3 separate regions of the Mus musculus genome follow, and regions 1 and 2 are each linked to region 3. A link is a contact called in public promoter capture Hi-C data. All regions are on one chromosome and are shown on one strand. Each heading gives the region's core, a stretch centred on a gene start, on an enhancer-like site or on the middle of the called end of the contact. The rest is flanking DNA. Distances are from core to core; before and after follow the strand shown. Region 1 overlaps Setd1b (SET domain containing 1B). Region 2 holds the start of Wdr66 (WD repeat domain 66). Region 3 holds the start of Mlxip (MLX interacting protein).

Region 1 (3,713 bases), core at 56-2,555, 240 kb after region 3:
CTAAAAAATGGTGGAGGTGAAACGTAAGCGGAATGAGAAATCTCAGCATGGGGAAGGGGAAAGGCCGAGAGAAGGGAACAGGGTGTGGGGAGAACCCCGCAGAGGTCTGAGAGAGTCTGAAAGATCACAGGAAAGAGTTAACACTCAGTGATGCTTCCCACGTGCCAGGAAAATTTACATGCATTGGCCAGTTCTTAGAACAACTCTGGGCGGAGGGGTCTGTTCTCTCCACTGTTACTAAGGAGGAACTCAGGACATGTAAAGGCTTTAGTAACTTCCTGGAGACCATGCAACCAATAAGAGCCACAGCCGGGGGATTTGAAACAGGAAGTGGCTCCCCAGCCTGGGGTTCAGCCACTGTGGCCAGCAGGGCTTAGTGCAAAAGGTACCCGCTTCGAGGAAGTGCTGGCAGCCTGGGTGGGGGTAGGCAGCCGCCTTAAGGACCCATCAATTAGAAGGGGTTTCTGTTTGTTTTTGTGCTAGGGACTGAGCCCTAGCTGACATGCTGCTAGGTCAGTGCTCTACAGCTCCAGAGCTGGGCCAGCTCACTCCCACTGGGCCAGTTCAATCTTCTCACTTAAGTCTCCTTGGCTTTTAGAACAGGCTGGCAAGGCTGAGAGCTACAGACATGCGTGGTCGCATCCCACAACAGACCTCAAGAAGCCGGGCTAGGGCACACACACACCAGACACCTGCCCCAGGAAGAGCTTCCGCTAAGACTGCAAGGGGGGTGGAAAGGGGCGGGATCAAAGGACAACCTGGGCCAAACTTGATGTGGGAGGAGTCTATTGAGATCTGGGTCTTTTGAGATGTTAGCATCTGAGCCTGGGAACTGGAGAGAGGCCCTGAGTTGCTATGGTTTAGAGGTGGGAGCTGGAGGGAAGGTGAGAAAAATGAGTTCCGGTTCCGCAAGGGACTCTGTGGGTCAGACGCCCCGCCCCCCCCTCCCAAACACACACATCTCACCCTGGGTGAAAATATTAAGAAAACAAAGCTTAAGTGACAGTAGGTGCTTTGGAAGGCTGAGAAGGCAGGAGGTCAGAGGTCACACACCACCTGATGAGAAGGGCCTCAGAGGAGTCATCTGCTGGGGAAAGGAGTGTCTAGACTCTCATCTCCCCCTGTACACACAACACAACACATCCTGAGAGCACACTCTCAAGGTACCCTTGGGAGGGCAGGCCAGGCAAGCTGAGCAAGAAGAGAAAGAATGCCCTAACGTCAGCTCCGGACAGCACCCAGCATCACCGTGGAGCAGCGCTCAGAGGGTTAACTCCCGGCTGCTATAGTCAGCCAATCACAGGGGCGCAGGCAAACTGGCTCTGCCCCCTCCCTCCCTGGCCACAGCGGGTGGGAACCAGTTGGCCGCAGTGCCTGTAGTTCAGGCAAACTGAAGGGACACCTTGTTTCCATGGAGATGGTGAGGCAGGACTCATACAGACCCACTCAACAGATGAGGAAACTGAGACTAGAGAGAGAAAAGACCTTCCTCTATAGAGGTCACATAGTCCGTGTGACAAGGCAGCTAATTAAGGCTCTGGGGCTGAAACCTTTTTTTTTTTTTTTTTAAACTCACCAGCCTCTGCCTATCCTGTCCCTTCCCACGGGTCCTCTCTACCTCAGCCTTGTCGGGGCAAGAGCTCTTACAGACACCAAGCACTACCAGACAGCAGAACCTAAGTACTGCTCTCCCGACCTCCAGCAGGGGGCGCCGGAGGGCCGACCTGATGCTTAGCTCTACTCTGAAGCATCTCCATAATTCTGTCCTGGAGCAGTCCAGACTCCAGCCTTCCCAGCCTCAGCTTTCCTCTTCTTATGCCCAGGGAGGGAGGGAAGGAGGGAGGAAGGGAGAGAGTGTTAGGGCGGCCTGTGACCTCCAGCGACTCAACCCTGGACCAGGTGGCTGGCATGATAAACATCCGCCAAACCTAGGCTGCCTAAGAGGGATGGGGGAAGGGCCTACAGCCTAGTTAGTTAGCTCAAGTACACCTGTCAGTTCCCTCTGCCTTGACCCTTGAAGCCAGAAAACCACTTCCCCAGAACTGCTAGCAGGCTCCCAGGAGCCTCAGCCATCTGCGGCCCCACCTCCTCCCCTGACTCCCAAAGTTCCTTTGCAGGCAGCCAGAGGGGGCTAATGGAGGACACGCAAATCTGTGTCCACAGGTGCATGGGTCTCTTATCTGAGCGTCTACTTGTTAATGCGTGCTGGGCCCCCTAGTACAAGGACCCAGGGTTGAGCTTAGAAAGATGACACAATGATCCTCTCCCCTAGAAAACCTGGACAGTGGAACCTTCACCATCCCAGCTTCGAAACTTCTTGAGACAGGAGGTCTGGGTAATGAGATAGAGGGAAGAAAGGAAGGAGTAGGGGGCAGACACCTTCATCTGATTTACACTCTGTTCCCCTCCAAAGCTAACCCTAACCCCTTCCCCCTAAACGTTAGATCCTAAATTAGCCACCAAGAAAAGGAAGACAGATGGACAGATGGACTGCTGGACCGCTCCACCTGCATGCTTTCTCCTCTCTTCAGGGCACCAGGCTCTGAGAAAGAACACCTGGGAGTGTTTGTTGAGCCAGCCTCACACAGCGCCATTAACAGAGACAATGACCTGGGACCATGAGCACAGCCTAGGGTCTCTCCGAAAACCCCGCCAGAGCTCAGAACTTAGCCTGCGTCCAGGGAGGAGCGTTACAGGGTCCCGTTGCTCCCGCATCTTAGCTAGTAAAATGTATCAGGAGTAGAACACAAGACAGACAAAATCAATCCCAGACAGACAGACAGGCATGGTGGTACCTCATCCATCCGCTCTGAGGTGGGGGTCCTGTCTCCTGCCAGGTCCAAATCCACCTCGGCTGTCTGGCCTAGCAGACCCATAGGGTCTGGGGGGCCTGGCTCAGGTGGGGGCCGAGGCCCCAGGCCCAGGCCCAAGTCCTCATCTTCATCAGAGTCAGGCAGTGGTGTGGGACTGATGTCCTCTAGACCTGTGCTGGAGGGGCGCGAGGAGGGTGGCGAGGGACCGCGGAAGCCGGGCTGCGAGTTAGTGCCAAAGTGGCTGAGCGGGGAGAGTTGGGAGGAGGAGGAGGAGATGGGGCTGCCTTCCATCTGTATCTCGGTGTCTGAGTCCTGCTCACGAAGGAAGGGCAGCTTGGTGCGTTGCTCCTTCAGCAGCATCTCAATGCGGGAGTCCAGGCTGTCATGGGGCTTCTCTGGCCCGGCTGGAGAGGACTCCAGAGTAGGGGTGCCAGGGCTGTCACAGGGCTCAGGACTCCAGCCAAAGGTAGGCCGACCACCCAGCTCCATGCTGTTGCTGTCAGGGGGCGGGGGACCAGGAGGGGTGCCTGGCTTCTCCTTGGCTGGAGGCTCAGCGGGTGGCAGGGGCGGGGGCGCAGGTGCCCTCCGGAACTCCCCACTGTCGCGGCTCCCAAAGGCTGCTGTGGCGGTGGGCTCCTCAGGGGGTGGCGGGAAGGGGGGTGCTGGAGTCTGATATGGAGAGAAAGCTGATTTGAATCCAGAAGCCGTGGCTGTTTGGGCAGGAGGTGGAGTATGGGCAAACGTGGTGGCATCCTGCGACTGAGCCTTGAAGGGAGTCCCGCTGCTGCCAACTGTCCCAAAAGAGAGGTCCGAGGAGCCTCGGAAAGGAGCTGTGGCTCCAGCCACCGCTGAGTTGTGGACATAATGATGTTCGTGGCGGCGGTTGTAGGCATCTGTGAA
Region 2 (3,965 bases), core at 267-2,766, 140 kb after region 3:
TGGGGGGAGCAAGCTGTGAGAAATTCACACTATTATATCACAGGAACTCAGTCCCAAGACCTTCAGCTGACCTACTGACCCTTTACAAGTTAGGTACACACTTCATGGAAGCTTGGACTGACCTGCCTCCAAACTGGATTAAACCACCCTCCTAGGCATCTCAAAATTACTGAACTTAGCATATGGTTTTCTCTTCTCTTTAATGTGTGTATTTATGTGGTGTGTGTGTGTGTTGTGCAGGTGCTCAAGGAGTCCAGAAGAGGACATTGAATTAATTCCCTGGATCTAAAGTTATAAGGCATTTCATCATGGGTGCTGGGAACCCAAAATTCAGCCCTCAGTAAGAACAGCTAGGGCTCTTAATGGCCTGGCTGTTTCTCCAACCTCGGGACTGTCTCACTTTGGTTTTGTACTCCCACAGCCTGGCACATGCCAAGCACCAAGCGACAGACAATTCAGTGTAAATGGGTGGACAAGCTTCGGGGAGGACTCACCAGGGAGGATGATTCTGAGTAAGTGGGTGGATGAGCTTGGGGAGGACTCACCAGGGAGGAGCTTGACCTGGGTGGCTCATGGCTGATGACAATATTGTCCACCAGGGCTGTTTTGTTTTGCTTCTCTTTCTTTTCCTCCTTGGCTCGTCCAGCTTTTGTCTCAGTTGTCTCAGTATCTTCCTCCTCCTCCTCCTCCTCCCGCTCCACACTCTTCTCTTTCTCTTCCTCTTCTCTTCCCTCCTCCCTTTCCCCCTCATGTTCCGCCTCTTCCTTCTCCTGGCCCTCTTCCTCACCTCCCCTTTCCTTACTTCTCTCGCTCTCCTCACTTTTTTCCTCTTCACCGCTCTTCTCTTCCTCCCATCCCTCTTCCTCTTCCCTTCCTCTCACTTCACTTTCTTCCTCCCCTCTCACTTCCTCTCCCTCTCTCTGCTCCTCCTTCTCCACCCACTCCTCCAGCCCCTCTCCATCCTCCTGAGACTCCTCCCATGACAGTGAGCCCTCAGTTAGGCTCTGCTGCAGAGCATCTTCTTCAAAACTTGGATTATATTCCTCCTTCTCCTCCTCCTCCTCCTCCTCCTCCTCCTTCTCCTCCTCCTTCTCCTCCTCCTCCTTCTCCTCCTCCTCCTCCTCCTTCCCCTCCTCCTCCTCCTCCTTCCCCTTCCCCTCCTCTTCCTCCTCCTCCTCCTTCTCCTTCTCCTCCTCCTTCTCCTCCTCCTCCTTCTCCTCCTCCTTCTCCTCCTCCTTCCCCTTCCCCTCCTCTTCCTCCTCCTCCTCTTCCTCCTTCTTCCCCTTCTCCTCCTCTTCCTCCTTCTTCTCCTCCTCCTTCCCCTCCTCCTTCTCCTCCTCCTTCTCCTCCTCCTTCCCCTTCTCCTCCTCTTCCTCCTCCTCCTTCTCCTTCTCCCCCTCCTCTTCCTCCTCTTCCTCCTCCTTCTTCTCCTCCTTCTCCTCCTCCATCTCTCCACTTTCTCTTGATTCTTCTAGGGGGTTTTCTTCTGTATCTGACATTTCTTCTGTAGTTTCCGCTACAGAAATTTTAACGTAGATTCAGCAGGTCCCTCTATTTCCTGTGCCGGCTTCCTGAGGTGCTAACACGTCGAAATGGGCAGAAGCAGCTCTGGTCCCTTCCTGTGGGAAGAAAAGAATGGCAGCTTCTTGGGAAAGCCCAGCTCAAGTCTCAGAAATCTTTAAAATATTGACTTCCAGGGCCTCCCATCTTTCTAGGACTGATCTTAGAGTCTTCTCACTTTAAATAATTCATATTCCCACAGGCAACAAAATGCATAAGGCAAGCATTTGCAAAACCCTGCTGGGAGGAAGAAGAGAGGGAGATGGGCTGATGACTGAAGTGTAAGCTTGCCAGCTAAAGGTTCCCTCCTCTCCAACTTCCGCTAGCCTCGTTCTGTGACTAGACGCAAGCCATTTTACCCTTTCTTCAAATTTGCTCACAGGCAAAAAAATAAAAATGATAATCCTACATTCTCACATGATTTGCAGACTGGGGCAATACATGTCAAATGCTCAACACAGGTTCACCCAAAGTGTTTGCCAAAAAAAAAAAAAAAAAAAAAGCAGGGTGGGGGATATCAGGTACTATGGGGATAAAAGCAATAGTTTTCTGCAAAGAACCTGAGAGTTTTAAAGACCTCTGGGGCAGGTGAGACCCTAAGTCTAAGGTAGACAGAGCCCCCTCCTCTGGGAAACACATGGCCAGAAGAGAAAACTAACTCCCAAATCAACACATTCAACATGGTATGTGCAAAGAAAGAAAGAAAGAAAGAAAGAAAGAAAGAAAGAAAGAAAGAAAGAAAGAAAGAAAGAAAGAAAGAAAGAAAGAAAGTTAATTCTGGGCTGGAGAGATGGCTCAGTGATTAAGAGCACTCTGGCTGCCCTTTCAGAAGACCCAGGTTTGACTCCCAGCCATGACACGATCGCTCAGAACCATAAGTAACTTGAGTTTCAGGGGATCTGACACCCTCTTCTGTATTCTGCGGGAACTTCATAGGTGGTACACATACATACATGCAGACAAAACAGTCTCACACATAAAATCATTTTTTAAAAAAATTTAATTCCTCTGATACATTCTCTCATTTTGCACCTACATGAAGCAAGAGTTTGGGAGCAGGGGGCTAGGCCCATGTCTGTAATACTGCGATTCAGGAGGTAGAGACAGGAGGATCACTCGAGTTCTTAGGCCAGCACAATCTTTCTAAAAAAAGAAAGAAAGAAAGAAGGAAGGAAGGAAGGAAGGAAAGGAAAAGGAAAAGGAAAAGGAAAAGGAAAAGGAAAAGGAAAAGGAAAAGGAAAAGGAAAAGGAAAAGGAAAAGGAAAAGGAAAAGGAAATGAAAAAGTTTGTGGCCCTGGGAGGCACGACTTACGACAGAGCTAGAATTTAGTTCTTTTGTTTGAAAAAAATGCCACTTTGACATTTTCCACACCCAGGCGGGGGCAATGCCACAGGTGCGCAAGTCTATCCTACCACGAGGTCCAGGAGCCACCAGTTTCTTTTCCTGGGGACCTCCCAGGTCCCACACCCTTGCCGCTGCCTGGCCCGGACCCCAACCCGAGCCGCACCCTCCACTTCGCACTTACAGGGACGCTCCCACTTCTTTTCTCAAAAGCCTTGGGTCGTCCAGCCTCGGGAAATCCCAAGAGACCTCCAGGGGCTCCTGTCCATACTCCCTAGTGACGGTTGCCAACCAAGCTCCGTCCCTATGGCAACGGCTAGTCGCAGGAAAGCAAGGAAGCAGGATGGTAATCACGTGCCCAGAAAGCGGCCTCGAGGCGGACCAGCCTGCCCCCTGCCGGGCTAGCAGCTCACGCCACAGCTTTTTCCTAAAGGACACTTCCACAAGAGCTACTCCCCTACACTGGCGATTCTGACTTTCCTAAAGTTGGACAAGATGTAACGAAAGTAGTGTTTGCAGTTATTTTCTCCAGATTGGGCATTCGTAGGGGAGGGGAAACGGAGACCTGCTCAAAAAACTCGGTGGGGGTTGGGTGGTGGGGTTCCCTCAAGTGTCAGGAAGCCCTTCCGGAGGTCATAAAAGCAGTAAAATAAATAAATGAATGAACGGATGATTGAATGAATAAATAAATACATAAATAAAAACTAGACGTTGGGGGCTGGATAGATGGCTCAGTGGTTAAGATCACTCATTGCTCTTCCGAAGGTCCCGAGTTCAAATCCCAGCAACCACATGGTGGCTCACAATCATCCGTAATGAGATGTGACTCCCTCTTCTGGGGCGTCTGAAGACAGCTACAGTGTACTTGCATGTAATAAATAAATAAATAAATCTTAAAAACAAAACAAAACAAAAAACTAGACGTTGGGCCAGGCATGATGTCCCACCTACAAATCCAGAACTAGGCAGATGAAGCCAGAAGGGTCTGTTCAGTCAGCCTGGACTACACAAGACTTTACTGTGTGAAAGGAGATTTCAGTGGAGCTAGCTGCCTGCGAGTTGT
Region 3 (4,188 bases), core at 91-2,590:
GAGTTCAAGGCCAGCCAGCATCTGCTCAAAAGACCCTGGCTCAAAAAGGAAACAAACAAACAAAACAAAACAAAAACAAATTCCAACTTCCCAGGAAAATAAACTCCACAAGTCCACTGTGTGCAAAGGGTCCTGCCTCAGAATTTCCCTGTAAAGGAGATGTAAGAGAACCCAGGCTCCAGATGCATGGACAATCAGGAAAAGTAACTCACATTTAAGCAGCACCTAAAAACCCACTCGGCCTATCTCAACCCTTCCCTGAAGCAGCCCCCTAGAGGTCAACACTACTGTCACCCCCCACCCCGCCCCCCTTTATAGACAAGGAAACAGGCTCCAAGGCGTTACACAATCATTAAGATAGTGCAGCCAGCGCCCTAGCCACCCTGGACAGGTGATCTTAACCGTTGGGTGTTGCTGTAAACACACAAAGCAATAGAAGGAAGGGGTCCACAGAGCCAAAAGAAAAGGAGGAAAACAACAACACACAGCCTGTAGCTACACCTAACTCTTGTCTAAAACCGGTGACCACGGGCATTGGAGGAGGGGAGGGCCTGGATGGGGAACACGAAGCCGGAAGAACCCAGGAACGACCGGCTGACAGGGCTACAAGGCCGGAACCCTGGCGCCTCTCTCCATGGTGGAGACCCCAGACTCACAAATCGTCCTAGAAGGAATTTCCAAAGGGACAGTGTGAAGCCAAAGGTCCAAGCTGGGTTTTTGTTCAAGAGAGACCGGGGTGAAGATGGGGCTCGGCCAGGTCTGGGAGTCGGGTGGGGGCGTCACCGGGTCCCCTACCTGTAGGCCAGGGTCATGCACTCGAAGAGCTTGGTGAGCGACGCATCGATGGACAAGTGGCAGGAGCTGGTCTTGCCGAAGCTATAGGTCTGGCACGTCTGCTTGTTGACCGTGTCGAAATCATAGCCCTTCTTGGGCGGGTGCTCGCGGTGCGGAGAGGACACCATGAAGTGGCCGCTGTGGATGATCTGCTGTCGGCGCGGAGGCTCCTCGCGGCCCGGGCCGGCCCGAGGCGGCAGCGGCGCGGCGCTCGCGTGGGCCCGGGCTGAAGTGGCCACGCCGGAGGGGGGCGGCGGAGACGGCTCGTCTGTGTCCGAGTCGTCGTCGTCCTCGGGCACCTGAGGCTTGAGCAGCACCGAACGGCCCCGACTGCGGGGCCGGCGCGGCGAACACATGAAAACGTCGGCAGCCATGAGGAGAACCTGGTCCGGGGCATCCCCCGGGAGCCGGGGCGACGTAAAGCGGAGAAGCACGGGGAACGGAGGGGGCCGCCGGCCCGACCCGGCCCGGCCCTCGCGCAGACTGCCCGGGAACGCGCGGCCTGAGGGGGAGGGCGCGGGCCTCCTCGTAACGTCACTGTCGTCTTGGCCAATCGGATGCTCGCCTCTGCCTCTTAAAGGTGCAGGAGGAAGCTTTTCTTCTCCGGGCGGACAAAAAAAAAAAAAAGCCGGAGGCCACGCCTCCACGCCCGGCCCCTGGCTGTCCTCTTTCCCCTCCGGCTGGCCCTGGAGTAGAGAGACGAGAAAGCCAGGCCGCGCCTCTCGGGGAGCCTGGGCTCAGGGCGGCATTGGCTGTCTGTTCAACTAGTCTGGCTCCAGCCCCTGCCCCGCCTCCGCCACGCCCGGAGCTTGGGAATAGCCCTGCGGCCTCACTGCGGGCAAGGAGGGCACTCCACGTGGTGGGTAGGGGTGGAGCTCCTTCCCCCACATTAGGCCAGCTTTCTCCCTCCATACCCGGAACTGAGTCCTCAAAAGCCTTCCTGATTTTGTCTACCGTCCCCATTTTGTTGATGAGAAGATTGAGTTACCTACACTCTAAGGGGTGTGCCTAAGGTTCCAACAAGACCCAAGAGCAAGGCTCACAGAATCATCACATCCTTAGGGGCAGAAACTGACTCTCCCGGGTTAAGGCATGGCTCCTGGGCATCACCGCTCTTAAACAGTAGTAGAGTTCTGCAGGAGCCTAGCTGTCTGCCTCCAGACCCAACAACTTCAGCCACAAATCAAAATACTGTCGCTATTGTTTGGAAGTTTGGCCCAGAAGCCAAATTCCAAAGGGGAAGTTTGGAGCCTAGTTGTCTTTACTGCAATTCCTAGGTCTCAGAAAGTTGTGTCAACCTAAAAATAGCAATGAGCCAGTCATGGTAACACATGCGCGTGCCTGCAATCCTAACAGGAGGGGAGCAGAGGTGGGAGGATCAGAAGTTCCCCAAATTCTAGGTTAGTTTGAACTGCATGATACCCTGTCTCAAAGACACTTTTATTTTATTTTATATTTTAGGAAATCCAGTGAGATGGTTCAGTAGGTAAATAAAAGCACTTGCTGTTAAGTCTGACCTTCATTCCAACCCGTGGGACCCACAAGATAGAAGACTCCCAACAACTTAATCTCTGACCACCCCAACCCCACTGTGGCATCTGCGCTTCTCACGATAAATAAAGGTAAAAATAAATAAATAAAAGATTTTGTTTGGAGACAGAATCTCTACATGTAGTCCTTATGTAGACAAGGCTGGCCTTGTAACCACCACGAGAGATTATAAGAGGGGAAAAGATCAGGGTGTCTTCTGTATATGACAAGGAAGCTACACCTGTGAAATCTCCATGGTCTAAACAAGAACTACAAAATTGCAGCACCAGTTGACATCCCAAGATGGATGGGGGAAATCTCACAAGACCCCCTCTTAAATGGAGTTCAGGCAACTAATGATGCGGGGGGGAGAGAGAGAAAGAGTTATTCTCCAGGGAGAAGATGGGTTTTCCAACCCCACATAGTCACCTTTTCTAAACACATCCTATCAATACTAAAAGGACTCAGCAGGCTATATTTATACATGTGTGTGTGCCTGCATGTTTAAAAATAATAATTAAAGAAGAGGTCACATTTCAAAGGGAGTGAGAAAAAGACAAGGGAGGAGTTGGGTGGGGGTTGGGGAGTGGAAATGGTGTAAATACAGTACTCATGTATGTAATTATATTTAAAAGTGATGGAGAAAAAAAACACCTGAAAATATAATGGGGGTTATGGCTGGCCTAGGTAGTTCCCTAGCTACAGGGAACACTCAGAAAGCAGTGTAAGATTAGCCTAGGTGCCAGGTATACTGTACATGCCTTTAATTCCTGCACTTGGGAGGCAGAGGCAGGAGGATCTCTATGAATTCAAGGCCAACCTGGTCTACAGAGTGAGTTCTAGGACAGCCGGAGCTATGTAAGGAGACCATGTTTCAAAAGATAAATACATAAATGATTGATGTTTTTCTGTTTTGCCCAGGTCTCTCAGGCTTTCTATAGCTGTGAGAAACCAAAAGCAACTTGGGGAGGAAAGGGCTTATTTCAGCTTACAGTTCCACAGTACGGTCCATCACTGTAGAAAATCAGGGTGGGAACTTAATCAGGGCGGTACCTGGATGCAGGAGCTGATGCAGAGGCCGTGAAGGAGTTCTGATGACTGGGTTGCTCTCTCATGGCTTGCTCAGCCCGCTTTCTTGTAGCACCCAGGACGACCAGCCCAGAGGTAACACTGTCCACAGTGAGCTGGACCATCTAATATCAATTATCAATCAAGAAAATGCACCACAGGGGGCTGGTGAGATGGCTCAGTGGGTAAGAGCACCCGACTGCTCTTCCAAAGGTCCGGAGTTCAAATCCCAGCAACCACATGGTGGCTCACAACCATCTGTAACAAGATCTGATGCCCTCTTCTGGAGTGTCTGAAGACAGCTACAGTGTATTTACATATAATAAATAAATAAATCTTTAAAAAAAAAAAAAGAAAAGAAAATGCACCACAAGACAATCTAATGGGAGCATTTTTACAGATGAGGTCCCTGCTCCCAAAATGACTCTAGCTTGTATCAAGTGGCCATAAGACTAGCCTGTATACCAGGCTAGTCCTGGCCACAGATGACTCCCCTGCCTCTGCCTTCCTAGCAGGTCAGGCTCTACCTATGTTGGCCATGTTTGTTGACTTGCTTGTTTTACATTTCTAAAAATAATTTTGGTGCTAGAGAGCTGGCTCAGTGGTTGAGAGCACTGACTGCTCTTCCGAAGGTCCTGAGTTCAAATCCCAACAATCACATGGTGGCTCACGACCATTCGTAATGAGATCTGACGCCCTCTTCTGGTGTGTCTGAAGACAGCTACAGTGTACTTAATATAATAAGTAAATAAATCT

The links. Promoter capture Hi-C pulls out the DNA fragments that hold promoters and counts their contacts.
Region 1: a contact with region 3 is called in a promoter capture Hi-C map of pre-B cells, with 2.7 times the contacts expected there. The contact joins the enhancer-like site here to the promoter of Mlxip in region 3. A contact is called at or near these places in 4 of 39 promoter capture datasets (the C10 cell line, liver and pre-B cells), 1 of 115 datasets of contacts at active chromatin or transcription factors (memory CD8 T cells) and 1 of 9 other capture datasets (pancreatic islet).
Region 2: a contact with region 3 is called in a promoter capture Hi-C map of the SN4741 cell line, with 5 times the contacts expected there. The contact joins the promoter of Wdr66 here to the promoter of Mlxip in region 3. A contact is called at or near these places in 8 of 39 promoter capture datasets (the 3T3-L1 cell line, the SN4741 cell line, cranial neural crest and 4 more), 8 of 115 datasets of contacts at active chromatin or transcription factors (astrocytes, craniofacial prominence, embryonic forebrain and 5 more) and 2 of 9 other capture datasets (adipose tissue and pancreatic islet).

What each region holds. Positions count from the first base shown.
Region 1 is chr5:123,147,838-123,151,550 of GRCm38.p6, reverse strand. Setd1b (SET domain containing 1B) reads right to left here. Exons shown (of 17, transcript NM_001040398.2): 6 at 2,796-3,713. Among named protein-coding and RNA genes, the nearest start is that of Setd1b, 7.5 kb to the right of the region's middle. Within about 2 kb of position 1,305, at least 282 of the 459 cell types and tissues checked have an H3K27ac peak or open chromatin away from gene starts, as enhancers often do. A contact at or near this core is called in memory CD8 T cells, pancreatic islet and pre-B cells, where this site is marked.
Region 2 is chr5:123,251,339-123,255,303 of GRCm38.p6, reverse strand. Wdr66 (WD repeat domain 66) reads right to left here and starts at 1,516. Exons shown (of 21, transcript NM_001370840.1): 1 at 546-1,516. The coding sequence starts at 1,499.
Region 3 is chr5:123,391,950-123,396,137 of GRCm38.p6, reverse strand. Mlxip (MLX interacting protein) reads right to left here and starts at 1,340. Exons shown (of 17, transcript NM_133917.3): 1 at 796-1,340. The coding sequence starts at 1,208.